5 separate regions of the Mus musculus genome follow, and all the other regions are linked to region 1. A link is a contact called in public HiChIP or PLAC-seq data. All regions are on one chromosome and are shown on one strand. The core of a region is the stretch at or near the end of the contact, and the rest is flanking DNA. Distances in the headings are between cores, read along the strand shown.

Evidence for each region. HiChIP or PLAC-seq counts read pairs in DNA pulled down with a chosen protein or histone mark.
Region 2: a contact with region 1 is called in an H3K4me3 HiChIP or PLAC-seq map of embryonic basal ganglia, with 4 times the contacts expected there. The contact joins the enhancer-like site here to the promoter of Ackr3 in region 1. A contact is called at or near these places in 5 of 39 promoter capture datasets (the HPC-7 cell line, cranial neural crest, frontonasal cranial neural crest and 2 more), 2 of 15 datasets of contacts at CTCF or cohesin (both in the NIH/3T3 cell line), 5 of 484 Hi-C or Micro-C datasets (cerebellar granule neurons, embryonic stem cells and stem cell-derived neural stem cells), 21 of 115 datasets of contacts at active chromatin or transcription factors (VIP interneurons, craniofacial prominence, differentiating embryonic stem cells and 13 more) and 2 of 9 other capture datasets (adipose tissue and embryonic stem cells).
Region 3: a contact with region 1 is called in an H3K27ac HiChIP or PLAC-seq map of differentiating embryonic stem cells, with 5 times the contacts expected there. The contact joins the enhancer-like site here to the promoter of Ackr3 in region 1. A contact is called at or near these places in 10 of 39 promoter capture datasets (the 3T3-L1 cell line, the SN4741 cell line, cranial neural crest and 7 more), 2 of 15 datasets of contacts at CTCF or cohesin (both in the NIH/3T3 cell line), 3 of 484 Hi-C or Micro-C datasets (cerebellar granule neurons and embryonic stem cells), 21 of 115 datasets of contacts at active chromatin or transcription factors (SST interneurons, craniofacial prominence, differentiating embryonic stem cells and 12 more) and 1 of 9 other capture datasets (embryonic stem cells).
Region 4: a contact with region 1 is called in an H3K27ac HiChIP or PLAC-seq map of embryonic stem cells, with 7 read pairs. The contact joins the enhancer-like site here to the promoter of Ackr3 in region 1. A contact is called at or near these places in 5 of 39 promoter capture datasets (the 3T3-L1 cell line, 3T3-L1-derived adipocytes, cranial neural crest and 2 more), 1 of 15 datasets of contacts at CTCF or cohesin (the NIH/3T3 cell line), 4 of 484 Hi-C or Micro-C datasets (embryonic stem cells and uterus) and 20 of 115 datasets of contacts at active chromatin or transcription factors (the NIH/3T3 cell line, craniofacial prominence, embryonic basal ganglia and 11 more).
Region 5: a contact with region 1 is called in an H3K4me3 HiChIP or PLAC-seq map of neural tube, with 5 times the contacts expected there. The contact joins the enhancer-like site here to the promoter of Ackr3 in region 1. A contact is called at or near these places in 8 of 39 promoter capture datasets (3T3-L1-derived adipocytes, cranial neural crest, embryonic stem cells and 5 more), 2 of 15 datasets of contacts at CTCF or cohesin (both in the NIH/3T3 cell line), 14 of 484 Hi-C or Micro-C datasets (cortical neurons, embryonic fibroblasts, embryonic stem cells and 8 more), 24 of 115 datasets of contacts at active chromatin or transcription factors (astrocytes, craniofacial prominence, differentiating embryonic stem cells and 13 more) and 2 of 9 other capture datasets (adipose tissue and embryonic stem cells).

What each region holds. Positions count from the first base shown.
Region 1 is chr1:90,201,819-90,206,223 of GRCm38.p6, forward strand. Ackr3 (atypical chemokine receptor 3) reads left to right here and starts at 2,162. Exons shown (of 2, transcript NM_007722.4): 1 at 2,162-2,269.
Region 2 is chr1:90,559,130-90,563,534 of GRCm38.p6, forward strand. The region is part of intron 2 of Gm41917 (a long non-coding RNA gene); the gene reads right to left. Among named protein-coding and RNA genes, the nearest start is that of Gm35141, 14 kb to the left of the region's middle. Within about 2 kb of position 1,997, at least 10 of the 459 cell types and tissues checked have an H3K27ac peak or open chromatin away from gene starts, as enhancers often do. A contact at or near this core is called in embryonic basal ganglia, neural progenitor cells and stem cell-derived neural progenitor cells, where this site is marked.
Region 3 is chr1:90,542,949-90,547,353 of GRCm38.p6, forward strand. It overlaps Gm35141 (a long non-coding RNA gene), which reads right to left. Exons shown (of 3, transcript XR_001779152.1): 2 at 2,369-2,494. Among named protein-coding and RNA genes, the nearest start is that of Gm35141, 2.6 kb to the right of the region's middle. Within about 2 kb of position 2,028, at least 12 of the 459 cell types and tissues checked have an H3K27ac peak or open chromatin away from gene starts, as enhancers often do. A contact at or near this core is called in differentiating embryonic stem cells and stem cell-derived epiblast-like cells, where this site is marked.
Region 4 is chr1:90,525,854-90,530,258 of GRCm38.p6, forward strand. No RefSeq gene overlaps it. Among named protein-coding and RNA genes, the nearest start is that of Gm35141, 20 kb to the right of the region's middle. Within about 2 kb of position 2,543, at least 4 of the 459 cell types and tissues checked have an H3K27ac peak or open chromatin away from gene starts, as enhancers often do. A contact at or near this core is called in embryonic stem cells, where this site is marked.
Region 5 is chr1:90,473,477-90,477,881 of GRCm38.p6, forward strand. The region is part of intron 1 of Gm28722 (a long non-coding RNA gene); the gene reads right to left. Among named protein-coding and RNA genes, the nearest start is that of Gm28722, 28 kb to the right of the region's middle. Within about 2 kb of position 1,800, at least 24 of the 459 cell types and tissues checked have an H3K27ac peak or open chromatin away from gene starts, as enhancers often do. A contact at or near this core is called in cortical neurons, embryonic basal ganglia, embryonic forebrain and 5 more, where this site is marked.

The DNA.
Region 1 (4,405 bases), core at 912-3,411:
AGAGCTGAGCTCCAGGCAGCTGGGTCAGTGTACTGAATCTGTCATCTGTGTGGGTCACCAGGTGGGCTCTTGGCCAAAGGATGGAGGCATTAAATAGGACCTCATGCTGTGTCTCAGCCCAATAGGCTTAACCTTACCAAGTCAATCTTTTCTGGAGCTGGGGAACATCAATGCCTTCTTAGAAAACACTACATGCTCACCCTTGATTCATTCTCTCTCTCTCTCTCTCTCTCTCTCTCTCTCAGGGTGGGTGTGTACTTTTTTACTTTTTAAAAAATTACTTTGCATCTTCTTTCTTAGCAAGTAAGTGCATGGTCTCATCAATATGGCTCTGCTGTAGCAAGCGCATTTCCCCCTGGGAAGTCCAGTTCTCTGAGGTCCGCCTTGGTCCATGTGTCGCGGTGAGAAGCAGAGCCGGCCCCTGTTGTGGACATCCTGGGATGGCCGCACGAGGGCAGGTCTCTGCTTTGCTCCCAGGCAGTGCTGGGCTCTGGACAAAGGCAGTCAAGAACCTTCCCTGCAGAGGATTTGGCCCCGGGCCTGGGCGTGCTGCGATGCGCAGGCGCTTTGGCATCCCAAACTGGGGCGGATTGCTAATAGTGCCTCGTCTTCAGTGAATGAAAGCTAGAAGGCCTGGGGTAGTACGGCCCAGCTGGGTCCGGAGGCCCCAGACCCTTTTCTGACCCTGAGGCCTCAGAGGTCCCTGCCTGATGCTATAGGACACTCCCTGTTCTTACAGACCCTCCCTGTTGACTCAGACCTCCCTCCCCTTGGGGCCACAGACCAGTCTTTGTGGCTGTAGGACCGCCCACCTCTAGCTAGACCCAGATCCACCCTTGAGACCACAGACCACATCTCCGGGCCACAGACTCCGCCCACAGGCCTCAGGGCCTCTCCCTTGCATTGAGGTCACAGACTCCCCAGGAGGCCGTATGACCCCCCACCAGATCTCACACTACTCCTTGCAGACACACACCCCTCCCACAGCCCGGAAAGCAGGTGTGCTCCTCAGGAGCTCACTGAGCAGGATCTGCCCCGCCAGGAGTAAAGTGCAAGGCTGTTTAAACAAACCACTTCTTTTGTTAAGGTTTTTCCCTAGACCGAAGCTCTCTAGCCTACGTGAGACTCTGATCCCCAAGTTCTCGGGTTCCTGTGTTCAGCAGTCACTCTCCGGAGACTTAGAAAATAGACTCGGCAAGTGTTGGTGAAGGCAGATTTTGCGTACAGCCCGCGCCTCAACTGTGGGTGCTGTAACTGCCTTTCAGAGGCCCAGGGGGGCATGAGAGCAGAGTGACCACCAGCCCTTTGGAGGGTGGGGGGCACTTGGGGAGGCGTTACAGTGGCGCGGCTTTAAAAGTAAAGATTGGGTCATTTTGTGCTTGAGTTTTACTAAATGGGGAATTGCAAGAGACACATTTAAAAAACAAAACAGGGAATCTTAGCAATGTGCATCGCGATTAGAATGTAGATTTTGATAAAGATGAGGACTGCGATAAAAGTTGGCTAAGCTCACAATGACGACTCTACCTCACCTGCGACAAGGCCTTTTCAGTGACTGGCACTGCTCGACTCCGTGGAACACGGTCTTAATAGGGCCTTAAGGACTTTGTGTAAGAGTTCCAGCAGAATCTGGATCCAACCTAAAGGCACTTTCCCTCACTTCTGGGTGATGGCGGTACAGGGTCGATTAATCGTCCCCTTTCCAAAATGTGACTTCTGTCCAGGAGGCATCGACAAAGAAAGAGCAAGCTTGACAAACCAACATCGAAGTTCAGAAGTTCAGAGTAATTTGTCTTGGGAACAAAGTCTTCCCTGAAGCTACAGGCATTCAAAGGAACTCCCGGTGCTCATGGGATTATTAAAAGCTATACCTGAGACTGGATCAATATTCTATCATTTTGGAACGTCCTAGGACTTCTTTTGGTTTTTCTTCTGCTGACATTTCCCCCAATAGGATCTAGCCTTTGCAAAGGGAGGGATCTGAGGGCTCCCAAGAATGTGTTTGTGCAGGAAACAACAACCTAGAGAGGGTTACAGGAGGGCGTGTGCGCCTGTACAAGCCTGCATGCCTGCGCGCTGTGGTGGGAGAGGAGGGGCGGGAGGAGAGCCGAGGGTTGCAAAACTGCCACCTAGAGGCACTTTCCCGCAGTGTATATAAAAGGCAAGTCCGGAGCCCTGAGAGATCTCAGTTGCTACAAACTGCTCAGCACTGAAGGAGCCTGCAGCGCTCACCGTCAGGAAGGCAAACCACAGCCCAGGAAGCCCTGAGGTAAGTAAGAAAGCCTTGCTTCTGCGACAGCTTTGCCGAGCAACTACGGCAAGGGGCAGGACTCCTGTTCTTACGAGAACTGGGCTTTTTCTGAGAACTCTTGGATCCCTGAGCTGGGGGCTTTAGAGCCTGCAGGTCCGGATTGGAAAGCTCAAAGCACGCTGCATGCCTGCATTGCAAGCTACTGCTCCTGATTTGGGGGATCTGAGTTCAGTCATTTGTGGAGGGAAACCTCTGTGTATGTTTGTTTGCTACTGGACTCTGATTTGTTTCTGTGAGTACTTAAGTTCCAGGAAGCAGGGAAACTTTGCAGAGAATGTGGGATGCCCCATTGAGGTTGCCCAAAGCCAGCTTAGGGGTGAGCTTGGCATCACTGTTTGCCCACTCCTACTTCTGGTTATCAGATTGGCTGTAAAAACCACAAGCGCACTTCCAGAAAGGCATGTGATATGCCCAGAGGCATCCTTCAGCGGACCAGACAACTGGGCTGAGCATTCTGAGTCTAGGATGAGTTTAAACTCCGTGCTCTGGGGGGTGGGGATGGATTAATTCACAGCTCCTGAATTCTGGAAGTTGTAAATTGAATGTTAGCTCCTCTTCATCTTATCTCTTCATGGCACCCCTGCTAATCTAATTTTGAGTATTTATTGTTCTCCTAGAAAGTGTTGTCCAACTTCAATTGGGACAAAAAAAAAAAAAAGCAGACACTAAGAAATCTAGTATTTGAATTTAAATCTACTCTCCAAGTGAACTGTGAGTGTTGCTGACTTTTGTTAGGGTGCATAAAGGTTCACTGGGTGGCTGGGAGTGAGGGAGACTCTGAGGTCAGGGGATCCTGGTCAGCCAAGACTCCTGGCTGCTAGCTACTAGGAAAATGAGGCACTGTGAAAGGCAGACTGGCTGTCTCTTCCCCTTTCTCTCTCTGTCTCTCCATTCATTTGCTCACAAACAGATTAATTAATTGTTTCGATGTGAGGTAGGATCAAGCATCTTTTTAAAGGTGTCTTGGGTTAGTGGCATCCCTGAGACCCCAGTCTGTGCTGTGGCCAGTATGGAAACTTTGTTTTTCTTTGAAGGAGCAGATGCTGGCTTTGTGGTCTTTATTTAGTTCAGGAGAATGTGGAGCTCAATGGATAGGACCAGAAAGGAGGGATGGGGGTGGTTCTGTTTTTTTGTGCCTGGCTCGTTGCAGATTGTAAATGGATAAAGCCCCCAAGTCCCCGTCTTTCTCCCATCTGAATAGAAGCCTGCCCCAAATGAAATGAAAACCCTGTTTCGATCGGGAGCTGTGCACAGGCTCCAGCTTGGAAACATTTTGCTCTAATTTCCCCCAGTCTGAGCGGTGAACACTTTGTGCTGCTCTCTGCTGAGCTCAGCTGCTGCCTCCAGGAGGCAGCAGGGGCTGGAAGGATCTGTCTGGGAGCAGAGGTGTAAAAGCTGGGGAAGTCCGACTGCTTGCTAGCTGCCTGTTGGGTTCCTCCAGTTTGTTTTTAAAGGGGCATGCACAGTGCAATCACACACATATATTTTAAAGTTCCAGAAAGCTACACGGCTGCATGCTTGTGCTTAACTGAGTCAGGGCTTTGGAGGGGAGTTTATCCAGTATTATTAGCAAACCCTTAGGGAGCTAAGAAAGTATTATGATTTCTAATCAGACCCAGAGCTGGCCAAGGGTAGGCTTTCTAAATGGGATAAAAAAAATGGAAGAAGAAGAAGAAAGAAAGACCATGAAACACCCTGGTTAGTCAGAACAGTGGCTTTTTGTGTGAGGATTTGAGGCAGAGTGCTCTAATTTTCAAATCTACACAGGGAAGTTGGTTGCAGTTACTCAGAGCTGAGTCTGAAGGGCCACTCCTTTATAAACTTTTAGAGTCACGGAGGAGGGGGAAAGGGCCCCAACAACTTTAGAACTTTTACTTTTCTGAGATCTTGTAGCAAACAGAATGGAATTTGGGCCCCCAAAGGCATTTGTACTTTTCAGCTAAGCAACCAGGGATTCTTAAGGACAATCAGGTATTAAAATGTTTCTTGTCGCCTGTTAGGCTGGGTGCATGCCTGTGATTCCAGAACTCCAGAGGCTGAGGCAGGAAGATTGCTATGAGTTTGAGACCAGCTTGGGTTATGTTGCCTACACAT
Region 2 (4,405 bases), core at 747-3,246, 360 kb after region 1:
GCCAGAGTCAAAGGTAGAAGAGACCATAGAAAGGGATGGAGCAGTGGACTTAGAGACCTTAGGGATATTCGGCATAAAGATCAGTGGTGATGACAGGGAACTCATAGCTGTCATCTGCTCAAACACATTACGTATTTCAAATGAGGGGGGAGGACCATAAAGGAGATAGGCAGTGTCCAACACCAAACAAAGCCAGAAAGGTGTATGTGGGGGGAAGGGAAAGGCAGGGAGTTTAGGGGATAGTAATAGGCTGATGGGAAGGTAGCTGGGATGAGAAATCCAGTATCCTATCACCATTAGATGAAACCCAGACACTGGGCAGAAGAGCTCAAATATTTGGCTGAAGGAAAGCATCACTTTCTATGCCCACAGGAAGATGGGAGAGTAGATAGTAGAGAGATAGTAGAGAACCCTGCTATTTATTAGGATGTACTGTAGGAGAGGGCATCCAGGAGCAAGGTGGGGAAAAATCAGCGAGCCATGTGTAGGAATCTCGAGCCTCATTAACAGTGGAGAGTGAGGAAAGGGTACACTCCCTGATCATGAGTCAAGCAACAAGAGCTTGAGGGCACAACATTTAAGATGCAGTTTCTAATCAAAGGGCTGACAGTACTGTAGCCCTAGAGTGGGAACATGCTCTGCTCTGAGCCCACATTCAGTCCTGACCCCAGGCTGGCCCATGAGGTGTCAGAAAAGAGAGACTACTGGAGGAGTTGACTGCACCCAACCATGTGACTTCAAGACTTGTCTTCACTTACAAGGAAAAATGGTGCCTCGCTGGGCAGGTATGCACCTTGGAGAGGAAGGCTACTTAAAAGGCAGAGGCCAGCATTGGAGAAAGCATCTGAGTCCACCTCATGGCTAGGGGATGGCATAAAGGAAGACCATAAAGCATGCTACAGACCTCTCTGTACTGGCTGGTTTTGTGTCAACTTGACACAAGCTGGAGTTATCACAGAGAAAGGAGCTTCAGTTGAGGAGAGGCCTCCATGAGATCCAGCTGTAAGGCATTTTCTCAATTAGTGATCAAGAGGGGAAAGGCCCCTTGTGGGTGGGACCATCCCTGGGCTGGTAGTCTTGGGTTCTATAAGAGAGCAGGCTGAACAAGCCAGGGGAAGCAAGCCAGTAAGGAACATCCCTCCATGGCTTCTGCATCAGCTCCTGCTTCCTGACCTGCTTGAGTTTCAGTCCTGAATTCCTTAAGTGATGAACAGCAATTTGGAAATACAAGCTGAATAAACCCTTTCCTCCCCAACTTGTTTATTGGTCATGATGTTTGTGCAGGGATAGAAACCCTGACTAAGACACTCTCTACCTTACATATCCCTGTCTGACCTTACTGTGATCACAGAAGGCCCTTTATGGAGGGAAAGTTGAAGACCCACAGAGGTGCACTAGTCATGCCCAAAGCCACATCACTGCTTTCAGAAGATCCAGGAAAGACAGACAGGTCTCCACCTGGACCAACAGGAGTTAGATGAGCCCCAGCCTGGAGAGCATTAGGGTCGCTTTTTATGGCACATGAAATCTCTAGGTTGGTTCCCTTACCATTCTCAATGTTTCTTTCCCTTATGGCCCTTCCAGAAAGGGTTGTTGATGTTCCTCACATCATTTGGAGTTTTCTCACCTCTACATGTCTTCCAACTCCCCCATTATCAAAGGAAGGTTTTCCTCCAAAGATTGCCAGAAAGGATGCTTTGCAAACAGATTTGAGCTTCCTCGCTGTCCTGGGAATGTGCTCAGCCCGGGATATGGAGGTCCCTGAAGCGTGGGCTCTTTGTTTTTCTGAGATGGTTGCTACCTTCATTACTGTCTGCACAGGGCATTTTGACAAGGTTAGGCTCCAGCACACTGCTTTGTGGATCTTTTCTACTTAGATTCTTTCAGAGACTTATTACATGTCAGCTCAGGGCCACGAAGCTGGGACTGTGGGACAAAGAGGCACGTGGGTAATTTAACTTTTTGGTATTCAAACAAGAACACAAAAGTCCCCAGGGAAGCAGCTGGGGCTGAACCCGTGCCAGACACTAATTGTCTCCCTGGCAGTGGCAAGCAGCCCCATGCAGATAAACAGGCCCAGAGCCTTCAGGGACACAGACCCCCTTAAAAACATCGATATGGAATCTCCCAGGAAAACGCACATATATGGGAACTTTGAAATGTAATTTCTGAATACTAAGAACTCCCTGTACTTTGCATAACAAGCCCCAACTTAGGGTTCTATTGCTGTGAAGAGACACTGTGACCAGGGCAACTCTTATAAGGACAACATTTAACTGGGGCTGGCTTACATTTTCAGAGGTCCAGACCATTATCATCATGGCAGGAAGCATGGCAGCATCCAGGCAGGCATGGGGTTGAAAGAGCCAAGAGTTCTACATCTTAGTTGGAAGGCAGCCAGGAGACTTTGTCACAATGGCCAGACTTGAGCATGTATAAAAGACCTCAGAGTCCCACCTCCTCAGTGACATACTTCCTCTAACAAGGCTTCTCCAATAAGGCCACACCTTCTAATAGTGCCACTTCCCATGGGCCAAGCATATTCAAACCACCACAAGCCCTTAAAGGTTATTACTTGTAAACAAATTCAAGAGTGTGGAAGGAAAGTAGGGCTTTGGGGTTTGACTCAGTTGGTAAGTGCTTGGCTGTGAAAGCCAGAGGATCTATGCTTGGATCCTGAGAATCCACAGAAAAAGCCGGGCATCAGAGCTGTGCTAGCTAGATTCATGTCAACTGGACACAAGCTAGAGTCAAGGGAAATTCAATTAATAAAATTCTTTATACCCTCAGTGAGGTGTAGTTACCAGGTCTCATCAAAAAGCCCTCTCTTTACAGCAAATGCAGACCATCACAGAAAACCACACTTGGACAGTGCAGGGATCATGGATTGTTGGGAACACAATATCAATGGACATGTTAATACAGAAGCAGGAAAATTTCACAAATTCCCATCTCTAGACAAAGAACTATTGGCAGCCAATGACAACAGAGAAGACAAATAGCTTCTCCCAGAGACGAGATCCCTTATTGGTTGTTCAATGCAGTGTTCAGGATTGAAACCATGTACATGCCACTAGCAAAAACAAACTCAGCAGGACATGTGTGTGTATTTGCACACACATATATACATGTGTGCACATATATAACATATAATAAAAGAAAAGAGGCTATCAACTTAAGAGTGGGGGCCTGGGAGGGGATCAGGGGAGAATAGCAGGGAGGAGCTGGAGGAAGAAAGGGAAGAGGTCATTGATGTTATGCTATCTCAACTAAAATATGTTTTAAAAAGTCAAAGTTGGAAGAAGGTGAGTAAGTAGGGGTGTATCTTGGAGGATTAGAAGGAGTAGGGGGTGAGTATGACCCGAGTACAATGTATACGTGTATAAAATTCCTAATGAGTTAATTAAAATATTATACCAAAAACAAATTAAAGAAAATGAAATCTGAAGAGAAGAGAAATAGAAAATGTCTCCTCCAGACTGGCCCATGGGCAAGCCTATAGGCACTTCCTGTATTGATGATTGGTGTGGGAGGGCACAGACCACTGTGCTTGGTGACAGCCCTGGGCAGGTGTTCCTGAGGTACATATGAAAGCCTACTGAGCTAGCCAAGGAAGAGCAAACCAATAAGCACCATTCCCTCAAGGTATTGACCAGTCCCTGCATTGAGTTCCCTCAGGGATGGACAGGGTTGGGATGTGTGAGCCAAATAAACCCTTTCCTCTTCAAGTTGATTTTGGTTATAATGTTTATCCCAGCAACAGAAAGGTAACCAAAGCAACAGTGTAGCCTGGAATCCTGGAACTGTTGAAGTAGAGACAAGAGGATGATTCCTTGAGGCTTAGTTGCAAACTCAGTTTCATTGCATTGATGAGCTACAGGGGTCAGTGAGAGACCCCGTCTCCAAAAAAAAAAAAAAAAAAAAAAAAAAAGTGTAGAGTGATTGAGTAAGACACCTGGTGTTGATCTCTAACTTACACATGCACACACGCACACACACAGAGACACAGAGAGACAGACACAGAGATGGTGAGAAACAGAAACGGGGGAGACAGAAACAGTAAGAGAGGGTTAAACTCTCCCCTTGCAACTGACCCAGCATCAACTGCCTTCTCTTGGAGCCCATCCCTGCCTCCTGCAAAGAAGATTTTGACAGCAGCCTGAACCTCAGCATCTCCCACCCCACCTACCCCCTCTTCCTCCCTAAAGGAAAGCTCCCCCAGCCTCATCATGCCTGGCTCCAATACTCAGCCTGAACATCTGAACTCCAGATGATGGCCCTTTGCTGCAGGAGCATCCTTCTGTTCTTTGCATTTATAGATAATAAATAGCAACAGGAGTTATATATCTATTATACCTCAACAGAGCTGTTTTCAATGTATTTATCATATTGGCAGAGCTGGGCC
Region 3 (4,405 bases), core at 778-3,277, 340 kb after region 1:
TGGATTCTGAAAAGTCCCTCAACAGGTACCTGCTATCTGGAAAGATGGGAATCAGGCTCAGCTCATGGCTGAAGGCCCCAGGAACAGAGAGATAATTAGACAAGTAGCACTCATTATGAAACTGGGACCTGGGAACCAGTTAGTCCCATGAAAGGCATTATAGGAAGAGCTGCATGTGCTGGAATCTGAGGTCAGGAGAAGCTGGACTTCTAATGTTCAAGATTCTAATGTGTGCCCATTCCTGTGTTTCTCCATTCTATCCAGACCCCATGGGACAGAACTCTCCTTAGAGGTCAAGGGTAGAGTTTCCCATATTCATTTGCTGATTAAAATGCCAATTGCTCACAAACACTCCCAGAATTCTTTGCCAGCTCCCTCAACATAGCCATCTAGGTTTGGAACTGACCATGGTAGTCAAGACCCCACTCACTGCTGTTTGAATATGAAGCCCTGCTACTTCGCCTCACTGAATATAATTTAATTTTTCAGGATGAGGACCAAACTGCAATCTTTGTCTGCTCTCTTTCCCAGTTTGCATATACGCCTATTGTGATGCTTAGAGTTGTCAACTTGATAGAATTTATAGTCACCCTGGAGGTGGACTTCTGGATAAAATTGTGGAGGATTAATTGATTTGTGAAGATCTGCCCTCTGTGGAGTACACTATTCCCTGGCTGGGATTCTGAACTATACAGAGAAAGCACTAGCATGCATACGTTAGCTCTCTTGAGATGGCAGAGGTCAGGTGACCAGCTGCTCCAAGCTCCTGCTGCCTCAACCACCCACCGTGACAGACTGTACTTCGAACCGTGAGCTAAAATAAATTCTTTCTTCCTTAATTGGGTTTGTCTGAGGCTTTTATTACAGTCTCGAGTGGGGGGGGGGATTAAAAAAGACACTATCATCTAGAATTTGGCTCAAGATCGCCTATTATATAAATAATTTAGTGTGATTTCTGTTTCAGGTGAGAGGAAAAAGTGTCAGAAAGGTCCCGCCGCTCCCTTGATCCGCCCCCTTGATCCACCGCTCCCTTGATATTGTGTTGCAAACTCTGTCAGCGAGAACTTGATACTTACTGATCCCAAGCTCCTCCCATGGCATAACCCTGCAGATAGGATGATGGCAGCACCCAGACCTCCACCCTTCCTGCAACCTGAGGTTCACCCAGCTCCAACACAGCTGTCAGCCCAGGCAGGGGACACCGTGGGGCAGTCAAGACCCTCTCATTCTGCATTCTACTGGCTACTATGTAAAGGCAGCTGTGTCCACAACTGCTCTTCTGACAGAGACGGTGGGAGAATGAGCTCATTTTCTTTGTCTCCTCAAACCCCTCTAGCCTTTCATTTCATCTTCTAAAGGAGAGTTTCTACCTCAGAGGAGACCATTAAAGACCCCGTTGCTCCCAGGGTCAGCAGCTGGCGAAAGGCCTGCCTTTGTGGGTCCCGTACTCAGACTCCTGTTAGAAGCAGAGTCCACCCTTGCTCCCGAGGCACCGAGGATGTGATTAATGGGCTGCCACCCTGATAGATGGTAAACATAATGGAGCTTGAAGGAAATTAATGGTATTTTGAATCTTTAATAATGGTACATAACTATCTAAAAGAGACATCTCCATCACAATGTGACTCTTCTAAAAGCCGGTGGCGCTTTGCTGACAATGGAGGGGATGCTTTGGGTGTGTGTGGGGGGGGGGGGGGTTAAGGGTTGGAAGGAAACGTGGCAAATAAAAATGATTACATTTGTCGGGATGGGGAGACCGTGGGCATGGCTTTTTAGTTGTGTTTCCTTAAATATTGTCAGGGCAGTTTGTGTGCAAGGAATTCTTTTTTTTTTTTTTTTAATGAAATACAAAATTGAATTTCGATCTCTTTAAAATGTCCACATGTTTTTCACAGGAATGTAAAGATTGGGTTAATTTATGCCCTTTCCCCTACCTCCAGCAACAAAGGAGCCCCTATTCCACCCCGCAAGTGTAAGCTACATGCAGGGCCATTGTTATTGAGGTGCTGTCTGTTAAGAGTTTGGGAAAATGCACAGTCACCCCAGGAGGAAGGGTCAGAGGGTAGGAGGAGAGTGAGTTCAGGGACAATGTCTCATTGTGGTACCCAGAGTTGAGCGAAATCTTGTACAACTTCAGAAAAATTCTAAGCAGCATTTGTAAGGCAGACGCTGAGTTAGAGGCTGCAGCAGACAGGCATGGTGACAAGCTCAGAGTGAGGACTCTCTGAGGCTCCTCTGAGGCTTTCCCACGTGGCAGCATTTGTAGTCTAGAAAGGCATCCTGACCTGTGGCAAATGTCCACTGAGTTCCCCCCCCCCCCTTCCCCACATCCTCAAGTGTTCTGCCACCAATTACATGGGACTCTTACTTGAAATTATCAGCAGACGTCCTGTGACACATGGCAACTGGCCTCACGAGGGGTCTCTACTTTCCATGGTGAGCCTCTTCCCGGTGCCTCGAGTTGGATGCTTGAGCTCTGAAATCTCAGAAGCTTCTATGGAGGAATTTCAGAATCAAACCAGAGACTTCCCGGTACTGAGTTCCCAAATTGTTCCCATGTCAGAAGATAATGATGTCACTATCTGATATACTAATAGCTTCTTGAGAGGAATTGAGAGCACACGTCACGGTAAGAGGCTTACCTCTGAAATTGTCTGCAAGTCAAGGCTTTGGGGGCCTGTTTGTTCCCTTCTGACCTCTATTCATTTGAGAAAGGTGGGATTTTATTTTATTTTATTTTATTTTATTTTATTTTATTTCATTTTGAGATAGGATCTCATGTAACCCAGGCTGCCCTTGAACTCACAATGTAGCAGGGGATATCTTTGAACTTCTGAATTTCCTGTTGCAATTACAGGCTTATGCTACTGTGTCTTGGTTAATACAGACCTGGGAATGAAGCTCAGGATATCCTATGTGCTAAACAAACATCTTCCCAACAGAGCCCTCACCTAAGAAATTTTTATGTGACCCAAGCAGATGACTATACAAAGCAAACATTTGCTGGTAATTCGTTATACATAAATTTAAATTTAAAGTAATTATTTGGTACACATACAAATGTGCATACTGTTGAAATGGGTGTGCTTACTTGCCATTACATACAGAACTAAATGCCAACTGAATCTGAGGGACTGCGTAACACAGAGAATCATCAACATTTTTCAGAGTTGGCCATAGGTTTGATTTTATAATTGTGAATACTAAAAGCATAACTACATAGTACAGTATGACAGAAGTATGTCTGAGCCTTGTCAGAAGTTGCTAGAAATTCTGGCTTAACCTCATGTCAAAACTCATTGATCAATTCCTCATGAACCCTAAAGCAGCAACGCAAACAGTAGTGCTCAAAATCAAATATTCTAACCAATGGTTCACAACCTTCCTAATGCTGCTGTGAGACCCTGACTTAAGAGTGTTTCTACCTGGAAGGTAAGGCCCCTGGACGTTCCCCAAGGTGTTTTCCCTGATCTCTAAAAATGCAGCCAGAAAGAAGCTCTTTGTTTTCTATAGCCAGCAAAACACCTTTTTGTTTCTGTGCCTTACAGCCAGAGATGCGATAATTGTAGGAAGACCTACAAGGACATGGAGATAGACGCTGGAGAGGAGGCTGCAGCTCACCCCCCCACCCCCACCACCCCCCACTCCCCCACCCCCCCACCCCCACCCCCCCCACCCCACCCACCCCCAGAAAAGAGCTGTAGCCAACTCTCCTCCCAACTCTTCCCAACTCCTCCCAACTCTCCTCCCAACTCCTCCCAATTCCTCAGCTAGCTGTTAAAAGTCCCCTACTGTCACCACTCCGGTCGAACTCCCCTGCCCTGCACAGTGGAGGGACTTCGTCCTCAGCTAGCTGCTAATAAAACCTCTTGCAGTTTGCATCAGGTGTGGTTTTCTCTCGGGACACTGGGGTGCTGGCCAGCTCATCTCGGGACTTGAGCAGAGGCCCAGCTTCAGGGGTCTTATACTGCGACCCTTTAACACAGTTCCTCATGTTGTGGTGACCCCTGACCATAAACCCATTCTTCTCGCTACTTCCTAAGTGTAATTTTGCTACTGTTTTGAATCATAATGTAAATATCTGACATGCAGCATATTTGATATGGGGCCCCAAAGGGATTGCCATTCCCAGGTTGAAAACCACTGTAAATCGAACACAACACAACACAGAGTTACACTGCTCTGATCCACACTGAGGAAAGGCAGGGGGAGATAATGAATCTCTCTTTTCCATAATGAAACCATTATGTTTCTACAAAAGCAGAAAACTTCGCACAGTGACGGTGCTGTGGCTCATGGTATACAGTAGTCTCTGGAGCAACAGGAAAGCACACTCAGCAAGCAGTTGAGGGGGATGTGGGTTCAGAACCAAGCTTCCTGGGAAGCTGTGCGATGCAACCCACGC
Region 4 (4,405 bases), core at 1,293-3,792, 320 kb after region 1:
GGTATTTGGGTAGGTGGTGAATGGAAGAATGGATGAATGGGTGGATAGGTTGGTAGGGGAATACATGAATAGATGGATGACTGGATGGATAAATGGATAGATAGATCACTGGGTAGATGTGTGGATGAATGGATGTGTGGATGGATGGGTGGGTGGATGGATGGATGGATGGATGGATGGATGGATGGATGATTGGATGATGAAAGCCTAGATTAATGAGTGAATGGGTATATGAATGTGTGAGAGAGTAGATAGATGGGTGGATGGGTAAATTAATAAATAATGGTTGGGTAGGGGGCTGGAGAGATGGCTCAGCAGTTAAGAGCACTGACTGCTCTTCCAAAGGTCCTGTGTTCAATTCCCAGCAGCCACATGGTGGCTCACAACCATCTGTAATAGGATCTGATGCTCTTCTGGTGTGTCTAAAAGCACCTACAGTGTACTCATATAACTATAATAATCAATTTTTTGAAAGATAATGGTTGGGTAGATTTAATAGACTAAGGGATGGAAGGGTGGGTGAGTGATAGGTAGATCAGTCCCCTCCTCCTACATATAGAAAGCATGGTTGGCTTCAGGAGTGCCTAACTCAAGAGCATTGGGACCACCAAAGGAGACTGTGATTCGGTCGGTTTGGATTGGAGCCCAGGAATCTCAGTGTAATAAGCTCCCCGGGGTTTATTTTGTACAGGGAAGATTGAGTCAAGGGACGTCAGAAAGGTCTGTAAAAGCCTTTCTATCAGCCCGAGCAGCTGGAAGAACGCTCCACCTCATGCAAAGTAAACACTCAGGAGAGCATTCTCTAGGAACAAGGATTGAGAAAGATGGCCGCCAGAAACACACCAGAAGGTCCTTTGGGCTTCTTCCCAGTGTCGCTACCATGGTCTGAATCCTCCCTGTAGAAGAGATTAGCAGAGCATGCACCTTCCCTCCTCCTCCGTCCACAGTGGAGCTCGCTGGCTTTCTTGCCTCCTGGTTGGGGACAGATGAGAGGCTAGAGCAGCCCAGACTCTGCCCAGGCGATCAAACTTCCTGTCCGTCACAGGTTAGAATTATCAGGCATCACACTTGACCTTTACCTGGTTGCTTTCGGGGTCTTACATGATTTTGCAGCACCCCTTCAGGAGTCAGCTGCCTGTTTCTTTAAATGATGCTGGCTCTCCTTCACAGCCTGTGGTGTGTAACTGTCCCCTAGCACCGCCACACAGCTTTGTACACACAAATATCTAGCTGTTTTCAACACTGGGTCCTATAATGAATGGGGATTCATGCAGGGTCTGCATGCAAAAAAGACTGAGGGCTGGGGGTGGTATAGAGAAGAAAAAGAGAGGAAACTCCTTAAATCAACACAACCAAGATAGATAGAGTTGAATACAAAGTCCTGGACTTGTATGTCTGAGAGGTCACAGGCCAAGTAGGAAAATACTACTGTTGTTTTATTGAATTAAAAAGTTGTCAGAACACTTTCGCAGTATTTATATTTTTACCCATAGATTAGCGCTGTTCTCAACCTTAGTCAGGGATGCATCTTTTTCCAGTGGGCAAGACTTTTTTTTGCAGAGACTCATATTTGGTCCAAGTGGTAAGGATGAGTTGTCTTGAGTGTTTCATCTCTAAGCGGGACACATATCACCCCCTCCAAGGCTGGGGAATACAGAGGAAGAGGGGCAGAGAGCAGCTAAGAGCCAGAGGGGGAGGAGGGGGAGAGGGAGGAGGAAAGGGGAGGTGGGGAGGGGAAGAGGGGAAGAGCTGTGTGAGCTATTTTCTCAGGATACAACATGGCCACTGCACTTATGAACTCACAGCTGTGGTTACTGTTGTGCAAGCCCAACAGCACCCAAGATGCCAGAATGGCTTACCACAAGTCCTGATCCCTGCCTGAGGAACTATTGGTGACAGGTGACCACTGAAGGACACAGAATAATTTTTCTTCAGTGGTGTAGCACACTAGGAAGATGCCCACCCTGGAAAAAGCCATGGGAAAATGAAATGTGAGCTAGGGTGAGACTCCAATGTCAGTGTGCTTGGATGGCGCACAGGAGGCCTTGAGCTCCATGTCCCTCACCCAGTGACATTTACGGGCTCTGGGTCTTGTATGCATGCAGAAGGTTCTGAAGTTCAAGGGTCATGCTCAGTTGTATAATGAGTTCAAAGCCAGTCTGGGCTGCATTAAAACAAATCAAAACAATCCGCAAACAAAATGGGTTGCATTGAAAGGATATGGGGTCACGTGATGGGGATTTTATCTGATGTTTCCTGTGTGAAAGTTATAAGGACAAATGGGTGCTCAGATCATAAAACGCTGATGTCTTTGTTTGAAAGGACTGGTGTAAGTCCTTGGTTCTTTCCATTCATAGGTAAATTCTTGAACCACCTCCAGAGAATGTCACCTACCCAAGAGTCAAGGCAGTGTGACCTTCCCAGCGAGGTCTCCTTTCCTCCAGGAAACCCTTATCCAGCAGACTTTCAGAGGATTGTAGCTGAACAAGATGGTTGGATTCCTTCTTTCTGGCTGGCTTCTCTGTCCTGCAGGGACATGCTTCCTCCAGCAAACTCCTTTGCCAAGACCATGCCCACATTTTAAATACTTTGGAAGGAGATACAAGTTCACGCTTGCTTTTATATAGCCCGAGGTTTCGTCGTTTAACAGAAGTACTTAACATTTATGTTATTGTATTAGCTGATATTAGGGGGTCTTCATTTCGGCTCAGTTGTGATTTCTGTTTACATTTTCCTTGTGTTTCTGGCTTAGTCCCCTTCCTTGGCTGGAGTACAGGAGCCTCACTTGCTGTCTTTTCAGTGGTATGGCTTAAGAGCCCACACGCCCATCGCCAACATTCCTAAGAGCTGCCCCTTACTCTCCCCCAACCCCCCCCCACTACCACTCCTCCATCCCCCCACTCCCCACCCCGCAGACAAAATGTGCACTGGAGCACACAGAATGGAAAACAACCACCAGAGCTGGTTAGTGCATTTTCTTTAGCTCTACCCCCTTTCCAAAATCTCCTTGAAGTGGGAGGTGGGGTGGGCTAGGGGGTGGGGTGGGGGTGGAGAGGGGTGGGGGATGGGAGGGATTTGCAGCGCAGGTGCTTGACATTTTCTCTTCAGCATCTTATTCATGCATTGAATTTTCAGTTTGCTGCCTCCCACGTCTTTTTTTTTTATTAGATATTTTCTTTATATACATTTCAAATGCTATGCCGAAAGTTCCCCATACCCTCCCCCTGCCCTGATCCATTATCCACCCACTCCCACTTCTTGGCCCTGGCATTCCCCTGTACTGGGGCATATAAAGTTTGCAATACCAATGGGCCTCTCTTACCAATGATGGCCGACTAGGCCATCTTCTGATACAAATGCAGCTAGAGACACGAGCTCCAGGGGGGTACTGGTTAGTTCATATTGTTGTTCCACCTATAGGGTTGCAGACCGCTTCAGCTCTTTGGGTGCTTTCTCTAGCTCCTCCATTGGGGACCCTGTGTTCCATCTTATAGATGACTGTGAGCATCCACTTCTGTGTTTGCCAGGCACACGTCTTAATCTTTGCTCAGTTCAGCGAATATCATCACTGCTTGTAGGGAAAAGGGGCCTTCTAGTCCTGAGACCATCCCGTGTCCCTAGGAAGGATGTGACTTGGAAGATGTTGAAGACCAGGATGGCCTGTTTCCTGTCACTGGACAGCCAAGACTGGTGCTTCTTGCAGCAAAGGCCTGTTTTGTTGGTTTGTGCTTGCTGGCTTCTTGTGTCACTGGACTTCTGACACTTTCACAATGGTGTGTCTTTCTCTGTGTTTCTCCATGTGATGTCCAACATGGAGTCATTCCCGTCTGGCCTTTTGATTATAAGACTGAATTAGCACTCAGAAGAGAATCTCATGTTAACTGCTCCCCTTTCAAAAATGAGGGAGCATTGAGATAGGCCGAGAGCAAGGTTCACATGCACATGGACCAGAGTTCAATCTCCAGAATCCAAGTAAAAAGTCCAGGTGTGGTTGTGGTGATTTGAATACACTTGGCCCGGGGAGTGGCATTATTTGGAGGTGTGGCCTTGGAATAAGAGTAGCCTTTTTGGAGGAAGCATGTCACTGTGGGTGTGGGCTTTAAGACCCTTGTCCTACCTGCCTAGAAGCCAGTTCTGTTTTCCTTCTGAAAAAGATATTGAACTCTCAGCTCCTCCTGCACAATGCTTGCCTGGACGCTGCCATGCTCCTGGCTTGATGATAATGGACTGAACCTCTGAACCTGTAAGCCAGCCCCAATTAAAGGGCCTTGTAAGGGTTGCCTTGGTCATGGTGCCTGTTCACAGCAATAAAACCCTAACATAGACAGTGGTAGTCTATGCCCGTAGTTTCAATGCTGGGAAGGTGAGACAGGCAGATCCCTGGAGCTCAATGACAACCCAGTCT
Region 5 (4,405 bases), core at 550-3,049, 270 kb after region 1:
AGGCAGTTGTAAGATGGGTTCCCCATCCTGGCCAACCCGGGGCCTTGGGTGAGTCTCATGGCAACAGTTTGAAGGGTGAATGAATGTTCATGGAATTCTCTGAGACCTGAAACCTGGGCTGTCTGGGAAGGAGCCCATCCTCTGTGACCCTGTGGTTAGGAGCAGCAGCTGAGGCTGTTAGAACAGGCATGACAGAGCAAAAGGCCAGTCTGGTCCAAGCATTTCCCTAGAAGTGGGAGCCAGGTTAAACCCTCCTTATTCCCTGAGCACAGGGAGCAAGGAGGCAGGTCCGCTGCCTTCCCTGTCTAGGAGAGAGAATACACATCAGAGACTCAAGCTAAAAAGCCAATGTGGAGAGGAGGGCTGGAAAGATGGCTCTTGCAGAGGGCCCAAAGCACACATTCTGCTCGAGGGTCTTCGCCAGGATGAAGATCAACAGAAAAATTCCAGAGGCTACTTTACTATCATGAACGTTGTCTGCCCTCCCCACAAACGTTCCCAATCCGTTTTTTTCTGCAGAGGCCTGAGATTGCTACTTACATGGCCCATTTGTTTTTCAGCACCCACTTGGGGAGGCTCACAACCACCTTTGAGTCCAGTTTTGGGAGATCCAACGCCCTCTTCTGTCTTTCAGGAGCACTGCACTCATGTATACATACCCGGGCACACATACACATAATTAAGAGTGAAATACATAGCAAAATATCCCAAAAGAGACTCTCTTTTCTTCTACTCATTTTTCTTCATAGGCATTTTTAGGTGGAAGGCAGGTCTGGAGATTCTTGTACTCAGCTGTGATAGATTTCCTCGGGTCAAGGATGCATATGTTCCTTGGATTCAAACTCTAACCTCTACTGTTTCTGAAGAAAAAGACATCAGAAAAAAGAAGGATCCTCTGAGAATTTGAAATTTATCATTTGTCTGTATGTCCTTCCAGACCAAGGACTATTTTTCACTATATCTTTCTGTGTCCGAGAGAGGTCAGCCACGAGGTGGTCCCAGGATCAGTACAGAGTCCCCAAGGGCTTCCAAAGTGATTCTAGACCCCGAGGACGCCAGTCCCGTGATTGTGATTGCTGTCAGTTCCCTGATATGTTTGTCACTGTGAGCAAACCTAGCCCCAGCTGCCCTGGCGGCATTGCCCAGCCCTGAGTCTCTCCACCTTGGAGAAAGAGATGGGGCTTAGGGTGTGATCCTCAGGCTGTGGCCAATGACTGTTGTATCTCATGAGTGGAATTCTAAAACCCCCTCAGAGGGAAAAAGTGTTAGAGTCTGAAGAAACCACCAGTGCTTAGACTTACATGGCCCATTAGATATGGCATCCCTCCTGTAAGCCACTGGGGGGTTTCCTGGAAACATCCAGTTCTTGGGAACTCTGGCGGGCGAGTTTATTGTGTTTGCAAAGCTGATATAAATGAATGAGTAGCAATCTCAGGCCTCTGCAGAAAAATGGATTGGGAACGTTTGTGGTTGTGGGGAGGGCAGATGACGTTCATGATAGCAAAGAAGCCTCTGGAATTTTTCTGTTGATCTTCATCCTGGCGAAGACCCTCGAACAGAATGTGTGCTTTGCACTTTAAAACCGAATTGGTTTGTGTGTCTGGAGAGAGGAAAGGCAGCTTTCAGGGAAGGAATAATTCCCACTGTCTCTCAGGCCTAAGGGACAAAGGAAGGCCATTTGCAATTTGAACAGAAACTCTGAAAGGATGTCTTTTAGACTCTGTGATTTGAGGGGCTCCTACACTCTCAGGCTGCCCCTCCATTTGCATTTTAACTGGCTTTTTTCTTTTTTCTTTTGGCAAGGCCATTGTGGACAGGAAAGCCTCTGCCCTTGTACACAGTGCCCATGCAGCTGGCCTCCCAGTCCCATTGTGGGCAGGTGCTCCTGGGGGGACATCGGTCCTCTCAGGGCTCTCGTTTCAGTTGTTCTTGGTGTGTCCACATCCTCCTCTCCTTTGAAAGAACTGCACGTTAGTTAGATCATGAAATAGGAAGCAGAACGCCCCACCATTCCCTGACCTAACTGAAGATTTATGTGGAAGTGAAATCAGGCATATCCATTTTGCAGGCATCTCCCATAGAGAGCAAACTAAGGCACAAGAAAGCTTTGACCAACCCTATAGGTCAGGCCCTGCAAACACCACCTAGTGAGGCATCCCTGATCCAAGGAGGGATTCTCCACAACAGTCTCCGTGATGCTGAATCAGGGGCCGGCCCACACCGTTCCATTTGCACAGACCTGGAGGAAGAAGGCTCAGCAGCATGCAGGCTCTCACCACAGAGGGATCCCACCTCACCGACAGAAGGCATGCTAAGAAACGATCCACACATATGAGGAGACATGATGAGTGTGGGCCACAGTGGAGGGCAGCCTTCAGTCCTAGTGCTGGGGGAACAGCCAGGAACAGAAGGATTCCGGGGGCTCACTGACCAGCCTGACCGAGTCAGCAAGCTCCAGCCCAATGAGAGACCCTGTCTCCAAACCCAAAGTGGATGGCACCTAAGGAAAGACACTGAAGGTTGACCTCTGGCCTTGATACCCTGCACACACTCAACCTGAGCATACACACATACACATATAATCACATATACACATATTCACATGTATCCACATGCATGCACACACATGCATAGGCACATGCACACACACATATAATATGCACACAATATACACACAAGTATACATACATAGACACATAGATGCATTTGCACATAGACACATAGACACATATATAATATATAAATATATGCACAATAGACACATACATATTGACACACATGAACATACATACTCATATACTTGTGTATACACACATACATATATAGACATGTACAAACTTAGAAACACACATATACATACATATACATGGATAGACACATTATGTAACACATGCATCAACATATTTGAACACACACACATGGACTCAGACACAGACATGCACACATACATGTAGGCACACACACATACACACACCAGCAACCCCACACACAGAAGCAATAGCTAGAGCTTAGAAAAGAGGCAGGAAGAGACTGCATGTCCTTTCAGTACCACCCTGAAACTGTCAAACAATCTGACAAGGTCATCTAAGGCCCATGTGAAGTGCTAAGAGAATTTTTTAAACTTGATTTAATAGAAGCAGTGTGGGGTCAGACCATGTAGATGAGTGATAAGTCGCAAAGCATTTCTGTCCGGTAGAAACGCTAATCAAGCACACATGTTACTAATTAACTGATTAGCTTTTGGTCCCAGGCCATTGCTAACTTTGTTTCTAGCTGTCTGAGCCCGGCATTCTTTCCCCCACTGATCACACACTCCCCTCTTGTTTGAACTGACCTCCATTCTAGCTCCCTGCGAACAGGCTGAGCACATCTTCCAAACACACACGCTGTATATTTATGAGTTCTGCTTTATAAAGCCTAGAAAATTCTACTCTGAAAGCCGTCTGGTAACAGTTTTAGAAAATAGTGATTGTCTGTGGGCAAGATTTACAGCTACAGAGAAAGGTCCCTCGTATATATGCCAAGTGTCCTGTGATGTGGAAAATGGGGGTGGGGGGCCATGGTATAACACCAGACCCCAGGATTTTGCAGCATTAGTGGTGATTGGCCAGCTATCCCCTCCTGGTGGAGCCTTCACAGCATGAATTCTATGTACTATACCCCAAAGCACTTTACAGACAGCATTTCCATTCCTTCAACAGCTCTGAGGTCCTCTCATCCTCTCATCCTTCATGGGGTCACGCATCCAGACCCCTGAGTTGTGTTCTTCTAGAAGCAAGACCAAACAATGAGAAGAGAGACAGCTCCCTTAGCGTCTCACTGCAGACACTGTATATAACAATCGGCTCAGAAAAAAAAAAAAGAAAGAAAGAAAAAAGGAAAATTGGCTTTTCTTCTTCCTGGAAAATGCAACTGGTTTGTAGTGGCAATCCTGAGCAGAGACTTCTGGGAAATACTTGCTCTAAAAAATCAGACTCTCTCTAGGCACTGAGGTCCTCGAGAACCTTCCAGGCTCCTAAGTTTGTCTGTCACACAGTGTTACTTACAGGGCCAGGGAAAGTCAAGGGGTTCATGGGTCAAGCTGAGCCTCCTAAATGCAAACTTCCTAAAGTTCCCCTGGAGATATCTGGAATGTTCTGTGTACAAAGTATTAGCTACTTCCCAGCTCATGGGTCTTGTGCTAATAAAGGCTATCTTTCCCTCTTCACTACTTTAGAAGAAAGGGAGGGGGCAGGACCCACCACCTCCCTGGAGATGGATGGTGACTCCAGCCTACCTAGGTGTCTAGAGAGCCATTGCATAGTGAATTGCCTCTTTGACTGGCCAGTCTTTCCCAAACACGTCAAATCCACGTGCCCCATGCCAGGAAGTACCTAACTATCAAGAAACATCTTCCAATGAAGGA